2 separate regions of the Rattus norvegicus genome follow, and region 2 is linked to region 1. The links are chromatin contacts, called in public Hi-C maps. All regions are on one chromosome and are shown on one strand. Each heading gives the region's core, a stretch centred on a gene start, on an enhancer-like site or on the middle of the called end of the contact. The rest is flanking DNA. Distances are from core to core; before and after follow the strand shown. Region 1 has its middle 21 kb from the start of Syce1l. Region 2 has its middle 130 kb from the start of Adamts18.

Evidence for each region. A called contact is a pair of places that touch in the nucleus more often than the background predicts.
Region 2: a contact with region 1 is called in a Hi-C map of liver, with 13 times the contacts expected there. The contact joins two enhancer-like sites. A contact is called at or near these places in 10 of 12 Hi-C or Micro-C datasets (the A7r5 cell line, Schwann cells, frontal cortex and 6 more) and 1 of 1 datasets of contacts at active chromatin or transcription factors (oligodendrocytes).

The regions. Positions count from the first base shown.
Region 1 is chr19:58,551,586-58,558,525 of GRCr8, forward strand. No RefSeq gene overlaps it. Among named protein-coding and RNA genes, the nearest start is that of Syce1l, 21 kb to the left of the region's middle. Within about 2 kb of position 4,061, at least 4 of the 93 cell types and tissues checked have an H3K27ac peak or open chromatin away from gene starts, as enhancers often do.
Region 2 is chr19:58,873,202-58,880,263 of GRCr8, forward strand. No RefSeq gene overlaps it. Among named protein-coding and RNA genes, the nearest start is that of Adamts18, 130 kb to the left of the region's middle. Within about 2 kb of position 3,725, at least 3 of the 93 cell types and tissues checked have an H3K27ac peak or open chromatin away from gene starts, as enhancers often do.

The DNA of each region.
Region 1 (6,940 bases), core at 2,811-5,310:
ACCATGGGGTAAACGTGAGTAACCCATACAAGTGTTAAAGATGCGCTGTGCGTGATGAAAGCTTGGGCATTTCTGTGAAGGAGATACAATGCTTAAATGACATCAAACATTCATTTATCTGTGTATATATGTGTGTTCCTTCATGTGCACATATGTAGGCAGGTGCATGGCTTGGGGAAGTCAGAGGTCAACCTCGATGCTGTTTCTTAGATGTTGGTCTTTGAAACAAGATCTCTTCCTGGGACCTGAGGCTCACCCATTAGGCTGGGCTAGCTGACCAGCAGGCACCAGGGTTCCTCTTGGCTTTGCCTTCCTAGCATTAAGATCACCAGCGTATGCCATCCTACCTAGCTTTTGACAGGTTATGGGTATTAAACCTGGGTGTTTGTGCTTGTGTAGCAAGCCTACTGCCCGATCCATCTCCCCAGCTTTCCTTTATAACCATATTTAACCATCTTTGTATATACTGTGTGTTGGTTTGAGTATGTATGGCCCCCGTAGATTCTTGTGTTTGAATGTTTGACCCATAGGGAGTAGCATTATTAGGAGGTATGGCCTTGTTGGAGTAGGTATGGCCTTGGAAGTGTGTCAAGTCGGGGTGGGGTTTGAGGTCTCCTCTGCTCAAGCTACACCCAGTGTGCACACAGTCTCCTTCTGCCTGTGGATTAAGGAGTAGAACTCTCAGCTCCCCTAACCCCATGTCTACCCGCATGCTGACATGTTTTCCCCCCATGACAGTAATGAACTAAACCTCTGAAGTGTAAACAATCCCCAGGTAAATGTTTTTCTTTGTAAGAGTTGCTTTGGTCATGGTGTCTCATCACAGCAATTAAACCCTAACTAAGACACGCTGATAGAATTCTAATATTCAGGATAAAGTTCCTGTATACTGCTGGTGTGTCTCTGCTCGGGCATTTTATGGGCACTCTGAGTTGACTATTCACAAAATGGGCTTTCCTTTCCCATGAAGAAACTGAGACGTTAAGGTCTGAGAAGGCTAGATAGTTCCAGAAGTTCCACAGGTGAGATGCCATGAAAACCTAGATATCTTGATCCCCATCGTTGTGTATTCTGAACCCCGTTACCTTCCAGCTCTGAGTTCCCATTTCTTCATGAGTTATGAACTCGGCAGAAGCCACTACGGTACATTCTGTCCAGGTGTACACGCTCCATGTGGCTTCTGGTTGAAGTCACCAGCGGCTCCCATTGCCACTACCAGTGCCCCCAACACTCCACAGAGACTATTCGCTGAGCCACCCACACATTCCTTCCACACATCCAGCAGGTAGTGGACCCTATTCCGCTTTGGAAATGCAGTGTTATACTAAGCTGGTCTAAAATCCTGCGATTCTCCTGGAGCGGCCCACATCCGGTGGGTGTGGCTGCTGTCTTAGCAGTATAAATGGACCCTTGAGGTGGGACTAGACCCCTGGCCTCGGCTGAGTTTGGAGCAGTTTAAGGAGAACTCTCACCTTTAAAACTGCCTACGAGGGTGGGCTGCTGCTGCCTTCATCGAAGCCCCTCCCGCCATCCTGCTTCTTTCTCTTCCAGAGTTGTTTATCCCGATATGATATCCTTATGAAGGCCAATCTCAACTGCGAACTTGAGGGCAGGTTTTACAATTGTCATGGTAACGAGCCTCTGGGTGCATCTGCGGAGGATTATCTAGATTAATTAAGGTAGGGAGACTCTCCCCAAATGTTTGTGGGTTCCCTGGTGGCACAAATAGACTGCCGCTGAGTACCGGTGAAGGGGTAGTAGGCTGTTCTGGGCAGTCTCTGCTTTCTTATATTCTTACAACGTAGCCTCTAATTGGGGGAGGAAGGCTCCAGTCTTTCTCTGGCAATGAGCTTTTTTACGTTAATCTCGATACTGCCTGCCACAGTAGTGACAACTCCTCTTTCCCTATTCTTTCTTCTTGATAAATGAGAAAACTGAATCCTGGGGAGATTTTATCATTTATCTAACACCAGTAACAGAGCAGAGAAACCCAGCTCGTTCCACCTGGGTCTAAAAGCCATGCAGCTCTTAGCATCCCACAGGAGTCTGCTGTAGAGGGTTAACCGATTTTAGTTGTTTATAAACCTCTAGGGGCTCTGGATGATTGCTTTGGATCAGAGCAAAATTGAGAAAGTTATCGGAATAGGCCAGTGCTAGCCACACTGTCAAACTAGCCAGGAGGCGGAATGTGGCTATTTCAATCTTTTTTTTTTTTTTTTCCTGGAGCTGAGGACCGAACCCAGGGCCTTGCGCTTGCTAGGCAAGCGCTCTACCACTGAACTAAATCCCCAACCCCTGGCTATTTCAATTTTTAAGATGGGCTGGTGTCTTTACCTTTGTGACATGAATGGCTTTTAAAACACCGAAGGCTGTTTTCCAGAAGGTCCCACAAACGACTGGGTTTGTGTCAGCCTTCCTACTTGGCTGGTCATTTTACAGATGTAGAGCTACATTAGAATGAATTCCTGGGAGCTAGGCCTTTCAAGAGGCCACCAAGGGTCTCCTGCCTGCCTTTCTGTCACCTTCTCTTGCTTTCCATCACAAAGACAGGAACTTACATTTTAATTAAAATTCACATTTTAGTTGGTCACGTGATCATCCCCTCCTACGTGCTGAGTGAGCTCCTCACACCAACCTTCTTCTCACCACCTTCCTCTTAGTGTCACCATCCTCCCTGACTGTCCTTGCCACTTGCCTGGCTTCTCTAAGTCTCTGCCTTCTCATTCTGACTCTAGTCTCATCAAATGTCCACTCATCAACCACAATGTGGTCAGAAATGATTAGCTTGTACCACTTTATCACAGTGCTGATTTCCTATGAACTACAAGGTTAAGCCCCAAGTCCTTGTTGCAGACAACCAGGCCTCCCCACTGGTCTTATGCAAGCATGCCTTTGTAGTACTGCCTCGAACACACTCCACACCCCCACCCAACCCCCACTGCTCACCTGGATCCCTGCCTGTCCACCTCCAAACCCCCCCAAGGTAGAAACTGGTTTTTATTGGTGCTTACTTTGGATAAGGTACCCTGGACATCTTACAATTTCTTATTTGTTTGTTTGATTTGAGACAAGTTCTTTTCTCTGTACCCCTGCCAACCCAGGTGTGCGTTTCTTCTTGGGATATCCAGGCACCATTGAACACTGGGCTGGACTGGAAGGAATGAAGCTTAGCCGAGTGGGTTGGTGGGTAGGTGGGTAGGTTAGGCAGGATCTTGGTTGGTGTGAGTTTGAGGGATGGGGGTTGGGTGGCAGTGAGAGGATAGCCTTCTTTGGAGAGAGCCTTTAGTGAAACCGTTCTATTTTGGGGGGATGAGCAAGGGCTATATAAACCTTGGAGAGTGGGTGGGGGTTTTCAGGGTGAGTGTACATTATTGGTTGGTGCTGGGTGCTGGGAGCTGCAAATGCTTCCTTTGCATAAAGTGGAATTCCAGGTGCTTGCCCGGCATGTCCTTGTCGGGAGAGAGGACATTTAACCTGTAACCTGGCCACCAGGCTACGTGACTACCTGAAGGGTGGTGGAGGTAGAGGTCCTGAGGCTACAATGGACCAGAACATGCAGGCCCAGAGAAAGGAGGGAAACGGTCCTACTCCTGCTGGTCTCAGGATGAGACTTCTGGAGTTTGGGTGATTTTCCACCCCTATTTAGCCCTAGCTAATCTGCCATGTGTTATTTAGTGCAAGCTGGCTTTGGATTTATAGCAGTCCCCTACTACTTCGGCCCCTGGAATGCTAAGATTAGGTGTACCCCTTCCTTCCTGGCCTCTTACAATTTTTTAAATCAACACATAAAACTTATAAAATGGTGGAGTGTCATACCACATAGTGTTTGGATGCCCAGATACACTGTAGTATGTTTACAAGTGTATCTGTCTATGTCCCCAGTCAGTTCTTCACAGGGGGAAAAAAAAACCCAAACCCTTTCAGTTCAGCAAATGCCCCTACCAGATTGTTCTGTGGTCAAGCCTGTGGAGCAATTTCATAATTAATGACCGGTATGGGAGAGTCCAGTTCATTGTGTGTGGTGCCACACCCAGACAGGTGGCCTTGAGTTGTATAAGAAGGGCAAACTTAGCAAGCTATAAAAAGCAAGCCAGCAGGCAGCATTCCCGCACAGCTTCTGTGTTAGCTCCCCCCACCCCCACCCAAGTTCCTGCCTTGAGCACTTGCCCTGGTTTCTCTCCATAGCAGAGTGTGCCTGAGGAGTTGAAGATGAAATAAACCCTTTTCTCCACAAGTTGCTTTAGGTCATGGTGGTTCATGCTACCAATAGAAACTCGAACTAACATGGTAATTTACTCTAAAATACACGGCCATTTGCCTTTTCTTTTTCCCCCATTTAAAATTTTAATTAAAGCATAATTATATTATTTCCCTTTTTCTCAACCCCCCTCATTCCCTGCCATATCTGTCTTCTCCCTCCCAAATTCAAGGCCTCTTCTTCTTCAATTGTTGTTACATATATGTAAATATATATATATATATATATACACACACACACACACACATACACACACATACACACACACACACACATATATATATATAATTTGTTTTAATGTGTAGATAACATGTAAAAAATTAGTTTTGGGTAAAAATGCCTCTTACCCTTTCTACAATGACATTATCCATAACACTGATCCTTCAGAAAGCCATGTGCCTCAGAAAGTTGTTTCAAAGATCAGAGGGCTGAGAGCAGGAAGGTTAGTTTGGTATATGGGTGGCAATGTTGTGTGACTTTCCCTGGGAGATACGGACAAACATCTCCTCATCCAGGATACAGCACTGTCAATAGACCAAAGATTGCACCTCCGCGGCCCACCGGCGTGAAGTAGTGCATTTACCAGGCTCACTCACAACAGCGGGGGTGCCTTAAGGCAGCTTCATCATTGAAAAGCCTGCCCTAGCACGAGTGAAAGCTGCTCCCTGGAGCTGCACAGCGCTCCTCACCCCTGCAGCTGTTACTGCTTCTATGACCATGAGAGGGACTTTGTGACTCATTTCCTGAGGAAAGAGCTGCTCGATAGGCTGGACGGAATTTTTGTGGCCATGAGAAGCTCACCTTCCAGACTGGTTTGGAGATAGGAATCACATAGATGGAGAGGTTTCTAGCCTGCAACGTCTAACACCCTGGATGTTGCTAAGCGCTGCTGTACCCAGGAGATGGCAGCATCTGCCCAGAGACACACCAACTCCCTCTAAATAACTCAGGATGCGGCGCACTATGCCGAGAGAACAGCAGAGGGCGCCAAGGCTCCACTTTTGGGTGTGGAAGAGCTGGTTTCATTTTTTTTTTTCATTTTTTTTTATTGGATATTTTATGTATTTACATTTAAAATATTTTCCCCTTTCCCAGTTCCCCCTGCCATTCCCCTCCCCCTGCTTCTATGAGGATGCTTCCCCTTCCACCCACCCACTCCAGCCTCACTACCCTGGCATTTCCCCTACACTGGGGAAAGGAGCCTTCACAGGACCAAGGGCTTCTCCTCCCATTGATGCTAATACCACCCTCTGCTACGTATGTGGCTGGAGTCATGGGTCCCTCCATGTGTACTCTTTGATTGTTGGTTTAGTTCCTAGGAGCTCTGGGGGTTCTGGTTGGTTGATACTGTTATTCTTCTTATGAGGTTACAAACCCCTTCAGCTCCTTCAGTCCTTCCTCGAACTCCTCCACTGGGGTCCTGTGCTCAGTTCGATGGTTACCTGCGAGCATCCTCATCTGTATCAGTAAGGCTCTGGCAGAGCCTCTGGCGGTTCTTTCTTGCAGGAACATTCTTATGTTTGTGGCTTTCTACACCAGCCTTAACTGTTCTACATGTGCCTGCTACAAAGTTGCCAAGAGGCGGGGGTGGGGCCGGGGCAGCAGAGAAACAGATGCAGAGACGGGGAGAGAGATGACACTGTACGTACGTTTGCTTTTGTATCGCAGCAGTTACACAGAAATAGCTTCCTCATTAAATACTTGTTTCTACCTCAAGTTGGTTTTACTTTGTGTTGTGTGCGGTCTATGCTTGCGTATGTGCACATAATTGCAGATGCCTATGGAGGGCAGAAGGGAACATTAGATACCTAGAACTGGAGCTACAGACATTTACAAACTTCCCGCCATGGCTGCTGGGACCCCAACTTGGGTCTTCTGCAGGAATAGCATACCCCCTTGTCAAGCAACACACCTCCCCAATCCTCCAATCCTGTTTCAGTGCCGGGGGTTTATTAGAAGCTGTGAGCACTGAGAGGAGAAGTCGAGCAGGAGTTGTCTCCACAGGAACCAAGAAAGAGAGAACTAGGACCAATCCTATGTGGCCTGCCGCCATGGCCCCTGATACTGTATCAAATGAACTTGTATCGTCTCACATCAATGTATAAACTGACACCACAAGCAATGAATCTTCACTTCCTTACACTTTGATAAGTTGAGTTTTGATGTTTCCTCTTAGGCACTTTGGTTTGCTGCTTGGTTTGTTTTAAATAAGACTATACACAGGACAGACAAAACAGATTCAGTCCTAGAGCTGGGGGCCTGGTGGGTTTGCTTAGCAGGTGTGAGGCCCTGGGTTGGATCCCCAACATCATAAAACATCAAGAAAACGAATCTCCCATTTGCCTGGTACCCAAGCCCGTTTTTGTTCTATAACTCTGGCTTCTCTTACAACATGAGAGAATATTCAGTTGTCTGAAAGGAATTTAGAGTCGCTTGTAATTTGTTTTTCTTTTCTAAATAGAACGCCCTTGAGTCAAAAAAAAAAAAAAAACCTTTCCCAAGTGCTGAACAAAAAATTTTATGCTAAAGGCAAGTTCTAGTAAAGTCGAATGAAACGTGGAATTCTGGCCCGATGAAATTCTCATAGCACAGTTTTTTTTTTGTTTGTTTAGTTTTTTTTTTTAAATAACACTATATGAAAGGCTCAAATATTTACATTTTAAAACATGGTGAAATAAGTTG
Region 2 (7,062 bases), core at 2,475-4,974, 320 kb after region 1:
GAAGCCACTAGCGGCTTAGAAAGTAGACGTCTAAGCTGGGCCTTGTTAGTGGCAAAAGCCTTTAATCCCAGAATGTGGGAGACAGAGGCAAGTAGTTCTCTGTGAGTTTCAGGACAGCCTGGTCTACAGAGAGAATTCCAGGGCGAAAAGAAAAGAAAGAGGGGGGAGGGAGGGAGGGAGGGAGGGCGAGAGAGAGAGAGAGAGAGAGAGAGAGAGAGAGAGAGAGAGGAAAAACAAAGGGAGAAAGAAAGAAAGAAAGAAAGAAAGAAAGGAGGAAAGAAAGAAAGAGGGAGGGAGGGAAAGAAAAACAAACAAAGGGAGAAAGAAAGAAGGAAGGTAGGAGGGAAGGAAAAGTAAAAAAAGAGAAAAGGAAGGAAGGAAGGAAGGAAGGAAGGAAGATAGACAGAGTACATCTAGAGCTATGAATAGCTTAGAGCTGCAAGCATGAGGATGCCGAGTTCAGATTCTCCAGATCCCAAGTAAAGAACAAGGCATTGTGCCACCCAACTCTACCTAATCCTAGTGCCTCAAGATGGGAAGTAGAGACTTGAGAGGGTCCCTCATTCTCTAGGACCAGCCACCCTGACTTAAGCTGCAAAGCTCCAGGTTATTCAAAAACCTTCTCTCACAAAAGGTGGGGTGCTGTTGAGGATGAGCACATGACGTTGTCCTCTGCTCACCACAGGCATACTGCATTATCCCCGTGCAGTGTGTGTGTGCACCCCCTCCCCTGAGGAAGTGGAATCCAGTCGATCACATCGAACTCTACACCCACCCACCCCACAGCAGGGTCTGACCAGCATCGGCTCAGGATGGATGCCGCCCTAAACTTCACTGAGTTCATGCCTGCCTCCCATCTCCTTCCTTCTGGGCGTGATGGGGCTTTTGTACAGCAGGGTGCGGTGGCAAACTGAGCTAACTCCAATCGCAGTAGAGACCAGAAGTCAGACAGCAAAAGAGAAAAGAGTGTGAACCCCAGCGGACCAAGCAAAACACTGCCAGCCAGTTGGGAAAGGACAGGGTGAGGGTTTGTTATAGGGAGGTGTGAACTAGTGACTTGCTAGCTTACCCTCCGCCTATGGTGAGCTGCAGAGTACTACAAATTATAGGCCTTTGTAAGGGCTTGGAAGTCAGATTGAAGATGGAGCTGTCCAGAGACCACAGAGTGCAGGGGATGTGTCAATGCCCTCCCCACGTGCCCTGGGATATCTTTGTCAGTGAGCTCTCCCTCACCCTTTGTCAGTGCTCTTAAGAGTCTGATCTTGGGTGAATGAAGTTGGTTTTGCTCACAGGCATAGATAGGAAGCCACAAGTTCTGGGATAAGCGAGTCCCCCACCCCTACTCTTCACAAAGGGCTGTCAGGAGCAATCCTGGGAAATCCCCATCTCCCTTGCCCCAGATTTTAGGACACAGCTTACTTTCCAAGGTCGTCCTAATGGGATCCGGCGGAAGCTCCCCTGTCTGTGACTTTGTCAGAGCTTGCCTTCTTCTTTGGCATGTCCCCTGCCCTGCCCTGATCTGACCTGCCAACCCACTCCCTTCCTGCTCCCCACCAGCAGCCTCCTCTTGAAGGTCGCCCCACAAGGTTTCTCAACTCAGATGCCACTCTCTCCGACAGCAGCATTTTGAAGTGTAAAAAGCAAAGAGGAGAAGCTGTCGTGGCTGCTTATATGTCAACGTAACTGAATGGAGTGGTGCCCGGATAGCCCGTGAAGCAATATGCAATGTCTATAGGGCTGCTTCCTGAAGAGGTCGGGCTTGACAGACTGGATAAAGCGGTACCTCATAAAGAGGGGTCACTGTCCATCCATTACAGGACAAAAGAGCAGAGGAAAAAAGAATTCACTCTGCCTGGACTCAAGCATCCATTTGCCATCTAACTTTGGACAGCCATGGTGCTCTTGCCACAGGACTTTGAACTTGATTAGAACTTACATCATTGGAGTCCCTGGTCTCAGGCCTCCTCAGGGTTCGAGCTATACTCCTCACTTCCCGGGTCTCCATCTTGCAGACAACAGATTCTAGAACAAACCAGCCTCCCTATCACACGAGCTCATTCCTTGTACCAGTTCTGTTTGGTGGAATCCTGACAGTAGATCTGTGTGTGGAATACACAATTCAAAGGATGGCTGTTGGAACACAGAGAAACAAAAGGGACTGGAATATGCCAGACGCACTCAGGACCGTGCCCTCCATGAGCTGTCAGACAAATGCACCGCAGATTCTACTCCAGATAACATTTACAGATTGCATTGTAATATGCATGTTCTATAAACATATACACAGACTGCTAGGCGAATTCACCAGGAGGTCTTAATGCTTCTGTGCTAATACTGTGGGCAAACCATTGCAGAGAACATAGAGGACATATCTTTGGATGCCATGTCTTACCGGGAGGTTTGTAGGAACACAGGCTGAGCCCCTTGTTATCTCCCTGATAGGACCAAGAGATGCCTTTCCTCCCAAAGCAGAGTCTTGGCAGGGACATAATGTATGTCAAAAATACCCAGCAGCCTTTGTGGCTGGCTCTACCTCCTGATCACTTCGTGAAACTAAGACACGGCAAGACATAATCAAGACTCTAAAGATGGGAGGAGCAGCTATGTTTTACCAGCCCTGTGGTTCCAGATATTAAAACCAGATATAGCTAGTTTCCTGTTCTGTAAAATGACAGCTTGAAGGACTCCTCTTGGGTCGGGAGGAAGAAGTAGCCTAGACATAAAGTGCCTAACTCAATACCTATTACAAATAAGGACTCCATGAAACTCATTTTCTCTCTAGCCTTTTTTTTTTTAAGAGTCAGATCTAAGAGATTCAAAACAGCACAGCCTGACTGACAGAACTTTTGAAGCCAAGCCTTTGTAAGTTTCTTGAGGGCAGAGGCTGAATCATTCGCCTCTTCAGTACCGTGTCAAGCCTGCTGGAGTTGCCCAGTAAATATTAAAAAAAAAAAAAAAAAAAAAAAAAAAAAAAAAAAAGAAAGAAAAAAGAAAAAAAGAAAAAAAAAGCTGAATAAGGAATAAGCCGACTGTTGCCTGTTGCTTCAGTTACCGTGGGGAGGCTGCCACCTGGTGGACAAGGTTCAAAACAGCACATCTCTGGAACCTGGATTCGCCCCAGAGGGTTGGGATAACTAGCAGGACTTTTACCTGGTGAGTGTTCCCAGCAGTCTGCCCCAGTCATGGGAGTTTTCAAAGCAGCAGAAAGAAAAACACCGGAAGAAACACAGTGATTTCTTCGGACTATTTCCTGGGCCATAATCCTGGACTTTGTAGAATGGAGAAGTGAGCAGAGCTTCGGTGCATTTCTTTGCATTTTTTTTTTTTTTAAAACTGTGGATACACTGTAACCAGCTGCTTCAGCTTCCTGCTGTCTTGGCTTGATTTGAGAGACTACACCTCGAACTGTGAACTGATTTAAGCCCTTTCTCCCTCGAGTAGCTTTTGTCAAGAGAATTTTGTCTCCGCAATAGGCAAAGAAATGAAGCCAGTGCCCCAGTGTAAGTTGGAAAGTGGCTGCACCGGCCTTGTCACTCCGAGCAACGTTATCGCAAAGCCACAAGGCATATCGTTTATGCCTGCATGCTGCACCATGCTCCCTCGCTCAGATCAGCAACCCCTCCTGCCAATAGGCTGTTTTCTCAAGGACTTCGTGGAAGTCGCAGGTCAATGAAGCACTTATTGAGTAACGACCGCAATTTCCTGAGCAGAGTTTCTGAGCAAAAGCAATCACGTGAGGGAAGTCCTACCCACTTCCATCAATTCATGTCTGCCTCTGCCTCCTGAGAGCGCTCAATCGGTGATTTCCATCATCTCCTCTCAGAGAAGCCCGCAAACCCTTCAGCTAATTTGCCCAGGAAGAAGGAGATGCCCGAAGGACTCCGTGGGACTTGCCACAGGCTGACCCTTTCTGGCAGTAATTTCCTGTATCGCATGGGGGATGTGAAAATAACGTTTCTGTTGGTATCAGACGTCTTCCCATTAGTGCTGGACAAAAGTCAATCATGGTGGAGGTGAAGAATATCCAGTCAGTTAGAATAATCTTTGACCCTCTTCCCCACAATAGATGTCACGCCAGGGTCTCCCCGCTTATTGAGCACCCTAAGTATCTTTCCTTCTTCCTAGAGACACCCCCACTCCCCCTGCACTCTACTTGTTTCCTGCCTGTCATACTGGAAAGTTGGCATCGGCTTTCTGACTGAGAGATTTCCGCTGAAACCCGCCTGGCCGCTCTTCTGTTGCCCACGCACAGAGTCTGAGATGTTGATCCTGAATAAGGACCGGGTGGAGTGTGGGAACCGAACATCACAGCTTTCTAGGGGAAGAAAGCCCTGCGGTATGGATTCTCCAGGCAGAGGCAGAGTAACAGCCTGTGTCACCCTAGGCTAGGTGGCACGGCTTCATGAGCCCATTTTCCAAAATGGTATAGTAGGTGTGGCGTTCCGGGATGGCAGAGCTCTAGAAGAACATTAACCACCCCCCCCCAAAAAAAAAACCCTTTGTAAGCTCATTTTTAAAGACGAACTTGGAAATTCCCTACGGGAAGTGCCTCTAAGTGTCATGGCTAACACTTAGGGGCCACTCAGGAAACTATGTTGGATTCCAAAGTGCAAGCATTAAATGTATTTAGCACAGGCAGCTCGGATTATACTTTCAAGGGCACATCCCCTTGCGTTTGGGCTTGGAACTGTACCCACGGGGTCTCCTCAAGGGGCAGGTAACGTGAAGTTTCATCGGGCGTCAGCATCTTGTGCTTTAAGATGAGCGTGGCATGCTGCCTGTCTGCCTTCTAAATATTTATGTGTAGACACAGAAAGATGGTGGGCCGCTCTCAGCCTCAGACGGAGAAGCTTCCTTCTGCTATAGTAAACGCCATCTGTAACCTCGTGGTTTTCCACCCATCCATTTTGTTCCCAGAAATGATGACTCTGAAACTTCTTGTGTATGTATAATGCTTAGGCCAATAGCTTTGGGGTGTGAGTGTGTGTGTGTGCGTGTGTGCGTGTGTGCGTGTGTGCGTGTGTGCATGTGTCTGTGTGTCTGTGTGCACGTGTGCATGTTTGCGTGTATGTGTGTTTGCGTGTGTGTGTGCATGTGCATGTGTGTATGTGTGTGTCTGTGTGTGTGTCTGTGTGTGTGTCTGTCTGTGTGTGTCTGTCTGTGTGTGTGTCTGTCTGTGTGTGTGTGCGCGTGCGTGTGCATGTGTCTGTGTGTCTGTGTGTGTGCATGTGTGTGTGTTTGTATGTGTGTGCGTGTGTGCATGTGTCTGTGTGTCTGTGTGTCTGTGTGCACGTGTGCATGTTTGCGTGTATGTGTGTTTGCGTGTGTGTGTGCATGTGCATGTGTGTATGTGTGTGTCTGTGTGTGTGTCTGTGTGTGTGTCTGTCTGTGTGTGTCTGTCTGTGTGTGTGTCTGTCTGTGTGTGTGTGCGCGTGCGTGTGCATGTGTCTGTGTGTCTGTGTGTGTGCATGTGTGTGTGTTTGTATGTGTGTGCGTGTGTGCATGTGTCTGTGTGTCTGTGTGTCTGTGTGCACGTGTGCATGTTTGCGTGTATGTGTGTTTGCGTGTGTGTGTGCATGTGCATGTGTGTATGTGTGTGTCTGTGTGTGTGTGTGCGCGTGCGTGTGCATGTGTGTGTGTTTGTATGTGTGTGGGTTTGCATGTGTAGCACTAATTGGATTTAGTGGGTTATATATAAATAAAAATGACATGAAGCTTATGAGGGAATGTGTTGAGGAAGATATCGGGAAGCTGGAGAAGGTAAATGGGGGAGGGAGAGATAAGATCATTAACCTGCATCAGATTTGAAGAAAAAAATAAAAATTATAATTTAAAAACAGAATGGGAAGGCCTTCCTTTCCCAAGCCTCTGATCCAGCAGGCCAGAGTGGGCCTCAGAGCCTAAGACACGTGGTGTTTACACAGCAGCCAAAATTCCTCACACATTTGGTGCTATGACTACAAGGAGCAGTGGTGCCTAGCGAGTCTCCCTCAGTTTCTGTCTGAGACAGAAAGTGCATGCAGGGACTGGGAAGTTGGCGCGGTGGATAAAGTGGTTGTGGTGGTTGGGTGGTAACCCAAGTTTGAATCTCCAGTGCTCATGCTGGAAAGCCAGCCATCATAGCACATATCTGCAATCCCAGCATGCCTACGGTGAAATGGGAGGCAGAAAGGGGAGAGTCTTAGGAAGCTTGAGGGCTGGGTAGCACAGAGGCTAAAATATCAGAGACACTGTCTCGGATAAAGGGGAAGGCCAGGACCAACCCCCGTGGTCTGCTGATCTCCATGTGTGTAGTGTGCATTATACACACACACACACACACACACACACACACACACACACACACACACACACCAGAGATTTAAAGGAAAAGAAGATGCATTGATTGTGTAAAGCCTGATTTTCTTTTGTAGTATTGGGGATTGAATCTAGAGTGTCATACGTGATAGACACATGCTCACACTCTAGTGATGGGCCATTCATTTGCTCCCTTTCACATTTAAACTCTTAAAGATTTATTTTTATTTATTTGTATGTGTGTCTCTCTCTCTGTCTGTGGCGTGTGTGTGTGTGTGTGTGTGTGTGTGTGTGTGTGTGTGTGTGTGTGTGTACAAAAGCCAGACTAAAGCATTGAATCATCTGGAGCTGAAGTTACCAGTGTTTGCAGCATATCTAGCTTGTTATACTGGCACTGGGACCCAAACTCTGGTCCTCGTGATTGTAAAGCAAATGCTGTTAACTGATGAACCATCTCTCCGGTCCCCTTTGAAAGTTTAGAGACAAGGGGCTGGAGAGTTGATGGCTCAGTGGTTAAGGGCACTGACTGCTCTTCCAGGGGTCTTGAGTTCAACTCCCAGCAACCACATGGTGGCTCACAACCATCTGTAATGAGATCTGATGCCCTCTTCTGGTGTGTCTGAAGATAGCTACAGTAAAATCACATACAATAAATAAATAAATAAATAAATAAATAAATAAATAAATAAATAACTTTAGAGACACTGTTAATTTTTTTTTTTGAAAATGGCTAGACTTGATAACATGGCAATTGAGGGCAGTGAA